2 separate regions of the Mus musculus genome follow, and region 2 is linked to region 1. Evidence: chromatin contacts called from public promoter capture Hi-C data. All regions are on one chromosome and are shown on one strand. Each heading gives the region's core, a stretch centred on a gene start, on an enhancer-like site or on the middle of the called end of the contact. The rest is flanking DNA. Distances are from core to core; before and after follow the strand shown. Region 1 overlaps Fancc (Fanconi anemia, complementation group C). Region 2 overlaps Aopep (aminopeptidase O).

Region 1 (2,742 bases), core at 48-2,547:
AGGAGAAAGCATTAGCGTGCAAATCATAAATGTCTTTGATGAAAAGGACAGCCTCCCATCATTTGTGTGGCAGCCTGTAATGGTCATGTATGGCCACTAGATGGCACATACTCCATGTTGCAAGTTAAGCTGCCATGGCAGAATTAACTATTAAGTGGGAAAGCCAAAGAAACACTCAACTTTCTTCAGGGTGGTTCAGAAAAGTCAGAAAAGTGATGCACAGGATCCAAGGTGGCTAGAAAAAAAATGTTTCCCAAAGCTAGTCATAGCAAACACAAAATTACTCCAGAAATTCCCTTTATTGGAGCCTGGCCTACTTATCTCTGGATGCCATTGTGAAATGTTTTATAATACAAATAGGCTTTTTAAAAAAATCTATCATAAACTCAAGTTTTAAGCTCTGACTAAAAATATAAGTAAGCAGGCTCTTCCTAGGCCTCAGGAAGCCAGTTTCTATAGACTGAAACCATTAAATCCTACTGACAGGGTATTCTAGAAAAGATTGGGGAGCTTTCACCGGGTGTCACGTGGCTGTACTTTCCATTAACTGCTAACTGTACCCAATAGTGGTGGCCACCTGATTCTTAGGTGCTCATTACCAACTATGGGACGAGGATGGTGGGGAGGTGGATGGTGAAGGTCAGCAGGTGGAGTGTGCTGCTGAGTAGGGCCTGAGTCCTGTTGTCATAAAGTGCTTCTTAACCACTCATGAAACTTATTCTTACATACAGGCTTACTATAGAAAATGTGGTATATAACAGGAATACAAAATAAGTAAATAAAGTTTGCCCACAGCCCATGCTCAGAGAGAACCACTGCTGGCATTTTATGGGTTTTTCTGGGTACCAAGTACTTTTTCTTTTCTTAACCTAATGGAATGTGTCACTTTTCTGGAGCAGCCCCAAACTTCTCGTTTGCCTAATAATCCAAAGTTGTTATTGATAGGTTCCTCTTGTATTTCTCTGTTTCATGGTCTTTTCTTTTTATAGCCTCAAGCAGCCTGCCAACCTGCCATCTTCAGAATTGTTGATGAAATGTTCAGGTAAATATACTGTCTTTGGGAACAGTTGGTCTCTGGCTGGTGTGGGAACGTAGAGGTTTGCGCTCTTGGTAGTTAGGGGTGAAAACTCAGAAGTTGCTGTGCATTGAAAAGACAGCCTCCGGAGTGTGGTGGCATTCTTTAACCTGTTTATACTCAAATGAGGTAGAGAAGTGGGATTCATTTGGGTACTGAAATATCCATGCAGCGTTTGTCCCAGCTCCAAGTAAAGATGCAGTACAGCCCTTCACCACATGAGGGCTGGCTGGGCTTTGTCACAGACCTAAAGAAAGCCAAAAGGCACAAAACTATTTTGAACAGAAAGAACTCTCTGAAAGACAGAGGAAACGCCACATTTCAGCAGAATGGTGTTTTTATTTGAAAGACTAGGTCCTAGGAACTTGTGCTTTGTTTAAAGGACCAGTAACAAGAAGTGTGTAACACACCAGTTGGCTCTGCTCCGAAGTCATGAGAGTTGGCACCTATGGATTCCTATAGATACACTAAGGTCAGAGGTGTTGGACCCAGGAGCTAGTTACGGAAGGTTGTGAGCTGCCTGATACGGATGCTGGCAATGGAATTCAAGTGGTCTGAAAAACCAGCAAGTGCTCTTAACCACTGAGCCATTTCTCCAGACCTAGAAAAGGAGTGTTTGTTTGTTTGTTTGTGGCCTTAAACTCAGAGACCCACCTGCCTCTGCCTCTGCCTCCTGAATGCTGGGATTAAAGGCAAGCGCCATCAAGCCCCAACACAGGAAAGGAATTTTTACAACCAATACCTTACCATTTGTGTTGCTCTTGAAACATACCAACTCTTAACTTAAATGGCCACAGGTATAAGAAGACATGTTATTGTTTTTGTTTCGGGATAATCAAGTTTGAGATTTCTTTCTTTAAACAAAAAGAAAAGTTAGTTGTGTAAAAGGGCACGGAAACTAAACCAAGGACATCTAATTCCACAGCCCCACTCTGGTGATTCTGACTGTGTGTGTTGGAATCTCCACTCTCCAGGCAGCTCTGTCCTCACTGGTAAAAGCAGAACACTTGTTGCTAGCACTGTCTGGTTTGTGAACACCGAAGTACCCATGGGAAGGCCATATGAGAGAGGCTGGAAGGGTGGCTGCTCCCTCCTGCCTTCACTCAGGAGCTGCAGTCTGATGAACTAATGGGCTTGCATTGTGTGTGGAGCAGCAGGGTGCTGTCACCTCCCTTTGCTTTGTTCAGGTTTGTGCTGCTGGAAACTGACGGAGCCCCAGAAGTACTAGCTGCTCTTCAGGTTTTCACATCGTGCTTGGTAGAAGCTCTGAAAAAAGAAAACAAGCAGGTACCTCACCCGGGGGATGCTGCTTAGTCACTTCAGAGTGAAGCCGGCTACTGCTGCTACAGGCATTTGGTAACGAGCTGAAAGGATCTTTATTTTTCTGGTGTTGGAGACCACCCACAGCCTCACACGTGTTAGGCGCATGCTCTGACACTGGCTACGCTCCCAGCCTTGTTTTCAGAAATGTTAGTGGAGTCTTGTTCACAAAGAAAGCTTCCAAAAGACCACTCCTGTGGAGATGAAACATTTTCACTAAAAATAACTTAGGAGTTTGTCTTTCTTCCCCATGCCCTGTTCCTAGAACCATCTGCCCACTGCTGTGCCTGAGTGTGGCTTCACATTGGCCAGCTCTCTAGGGGGAGAATTCCCCCTGGCCCTCTGTG
Region 2 (2,721 bases), core at 212-2,711, 180 kb after region 1:
ATGCTTTTAAACCTAAACCAAGTGGCAGTTTACGTTTCTGGCAGCTGCTCAGGTTGCTGTTTCTGCCAGCAGTTGTCTTCGTCATCAAGCTGCTATTACCTGTAATAAGTAACCTGTACTAAGTTTTATACTGAAAAAATTACAAGGCAATGGAAACGTTTACTATGAAATCTGGACTGTAAAAGAAGAACAGGTGTGAGAATGCAAAGTCCATGCTGTCACGAGAATGATCAAAGAAGTTGTTCAGCCAAAAATTCTAGTAGCTCACAGGCAAATCAGGAATTCACTTGGAAGGCCAGGAAAAGCTGAAAAGAATAGAACCCCAAATCTTCCATTTCACACTAGAGCTGACTGTGGAGTTAACACTCAAAGGGGAGACTCTGGGGTAGCCCGGAGAAGAGCCCTGTGCCTGTAAACAAAAACTCTCCATGTAAGCTGCAAGCCCTTACAGACGCATGTGACCAGGGACCCCGAGAGTGAAAGGTGGACACTATCCGTCCCAGGGGTGCAAATGGCCTAAGGGTTGGCACCAGATACCAACTCATCTAATCTCAGTTTCCATAGTTTCTTCTGTGACTCCAAATACCATGATTAAAACTGCAGAGATGATGTGGGAGGAAGCGGCTGTCAGAAAGGACAGACAGACAGACAGGATCTTCGCTTTGCTTCCACCTTCAGCCTTTAGCATTTATCTAGAACTTGTTTATGTCCTTCCTAATGAAGAATTTGTTCTTTAAAAACAAATCTATCAATTAAAGCAAGCGAGTTGTGAGAACTCCCAAACTAAGGATTGAGCTCCTTCTTTCAAAACCTATTTGTTTGCCATCATGTCAGCTCTGCACAAGCCAAGACAGCAGCATGCAGATTTTTGGTCCGCCCCCACAGCCCCCATTAGAGAAAACCCCCACCTATATTTCCCTTGCACAATATCACCCATTCAGCTCAGAGAGCTAAATTGCAATCGCAGGAGTCAGGACTGCCAAAATAGACAGCTTTCATGTGAAGTAATAACAGGGCAGGCACGCAAATGAAAAAGCATCTGCCAGGCTTTCCGGAAAGCCCACAGAAACCCCACATATTAAAAGCAGAGTTGAGGCACTGAGGAAAAAGGGGTGCGGTACAACAGGCACCAAGAGTCAAACAGATTACCAGCTCAGACAAAAATGTAAGAAGGCAGGCAGGGAGGGAGGGAACCTCCCAGCACAGGAGCCAGCCTCCCCTTTACCTTACCAAGAAAGACAAAAGTGGCACAGCCTGGCATTCTCAAATGAATGACCCCTGGCTCCACCAAGTGTGATGCTACACGAAAAGCCACAGAAATGCACAAGTAAATAACATTCCAGACATACTGCTGGCAGCAGTGCACCCGTTAGCTAAAACAAAACAGAGTAACTTCAGACTGTATGAGCAGGCTCATCTCTGGAAAGGGTCCAGTGGCCACTGTGACAGCCATGGCCATGTGGGCAGAGATCAGACAGCTGACTCTGTCTCAAGCCAGGAAGGTTCAAAAGGGGATGTGTGGACTTGTAGAGGGACTGCCCCTGACTGGGGTCCACTGCTTTGTTCCAATGGGGGCCCATGTGAATGACTATTCCAGAAGAGATGGAAGAATTCACATGAGTGGCTGGTGGGGAGTGAGCTTCATTTTCCATCTTCCAGTTTGTTTCCCATGAACAGTCATCTCCACCAGACTTCTCTCCTCACCTTCCTGAACTGGGGGTGCCTCTGGGATGTACTAAGGACAGATCTATAGAGATCTGTCTAAAGTTCCCATTTCCTACCCTCAGCCCTTTCTTCCCAGTCAACAGTAACCAATTTCCTACTGTTCTGTGGGGAAGAAGGAAGTGTGAAGATAGGTTGTCACACATGATACAATAACTCTGTTATCACTCAGAGCTCTCCCGGTAGCCAATGTCCATGTGGGACCGACCCTGCTTTCAAGCTTTCAGTGACTACCCTCAAGGGTGTTAAGCAAACTTGGGACATAAGGGATAACGACAACTTTCCTTCCCTCTTTCTGACTCTGAATGTCAGAATCACTTACTCAAGGTACATAGACGTTTTAAAGCATCGTTTTCCTCAGTAGCTAGTAAAGAAAACAACACACCTCAGTCCACTTTGAGGATCAACAGTCAATGTCCCTTTGCTAGTAGGTCCCTTAGCATAGACAGCACCCCACAACAGAGAGCTTTTAGAATGTCTAGGCTACCATGACCTTGGTTTGGTATGCAAGGCCCACTCACAGGTGCACAGTCCAATCCTGTATTCTCAGACCCAAGCAATCGGCTCAGGCTTCCCTTCTGTCAAAACCCCTGGAATTCTTATGCCCTGGAAGAGGGATCACCTACCTCAAGGAAGATAATCACATTGCTAACATCTTCACACTAAGAGCAAAGATTTTGTTGTTATTGTTTTGCTTTCTTAAACCATAAGTCATTGAATGTATTGTTTTTCCAGATGAGAGTTATGCAGGATTGCCATTTTAAATCTCAAAGTAACAGCCCCTCTCTTGAATTCTCTGCCACATGCTCTGTGCTATAGGTGTGTGTGTGTGTGTGTGTGTGTGTGTGTGTGTGTGTGTGTGTGTGTGTGTGAAATAGGCAGGCCTGGGCTGCTGAGAGCCTCAGCAGATCTATGCTCCTCACTTTCCCAGCATGGTGGAGGCTGGCCACTCCTCTGCAGAGGACAAGTGTACTAGATGCCTGAAGCTTGTATCACGCC

What was found. Capture Hi-C pulls out chosen DNA fragments and counts their contacts.
Region 2: a promoter capture Hi-C map of liver shows a contact between it and region 1. The contact joins two enhancer-like sites. A contact is called at or near these places in 6 of 39 promoter capture datasets (the C10 cell line, the HPC-7 cell line, cranial neural crest and 3 more), 1 of 15 datasets of contacts at CTCF or cohesin (embryonic stem cells), 16 of 484 Hi-C or Micro-C datasets (3T3-L1-derived adipocytes, CD8 central memory T cells, the F1.1 cell line and 8 more), 6 of 115 datasets of contacts at active chromatin or transcription factors (the NIH/3T3 cell line, T-cell acute lymphoblastic leukemia, astrocytes and 3 more) and 4 of 9 other capture datasets (adipose tissue, embryonic stem cells, liver and 1 more).

What each region holds. Positions count from the first base shown.
Region 1 is chr13:63,330,141-63,332,882 of GRCm38.p6, reverse strand. Fancc (Fanconi anemia, complementation group C) reads left to right here. Exons shown (of 15, transcript NM_007985.3): 9 at 990-1,042; 10 at 2,263-2,362. Among named protein-coding and RNA genes, the nearest start is that of Mir3074-1, 30 kb to the right of the region's middle. Within about 2 kb of position 1,297, at least 55 of the 459 cell types and tissues checked have an H3K27ac peak or open chromatin away from gene starts, as enhancers often do. A contact at or near this core is called in adipose tissue, cortical neurons, liver and 1 more, where this site is marked.
Region 2 is chr13:63,153,686-63,156,406 of GRCm38.p6, reverse strand. All of the region lies in intron 5 of Aopep (aminopeptidase O), which reads right to left. Among named protein-coding and RNA genes, the nearest start is that of Gm30409, 23 kb to the right of the region's middle. Within about 2 kb of position 1,461, at least 117 of the 459 cell types and tissues checked have an H3K27ac peak or open chromatin away from gene starts, as enhancers often do. A contact at or near this core is called in adipose tissue, cortical neurons, liver and 1 more, where this site is marked.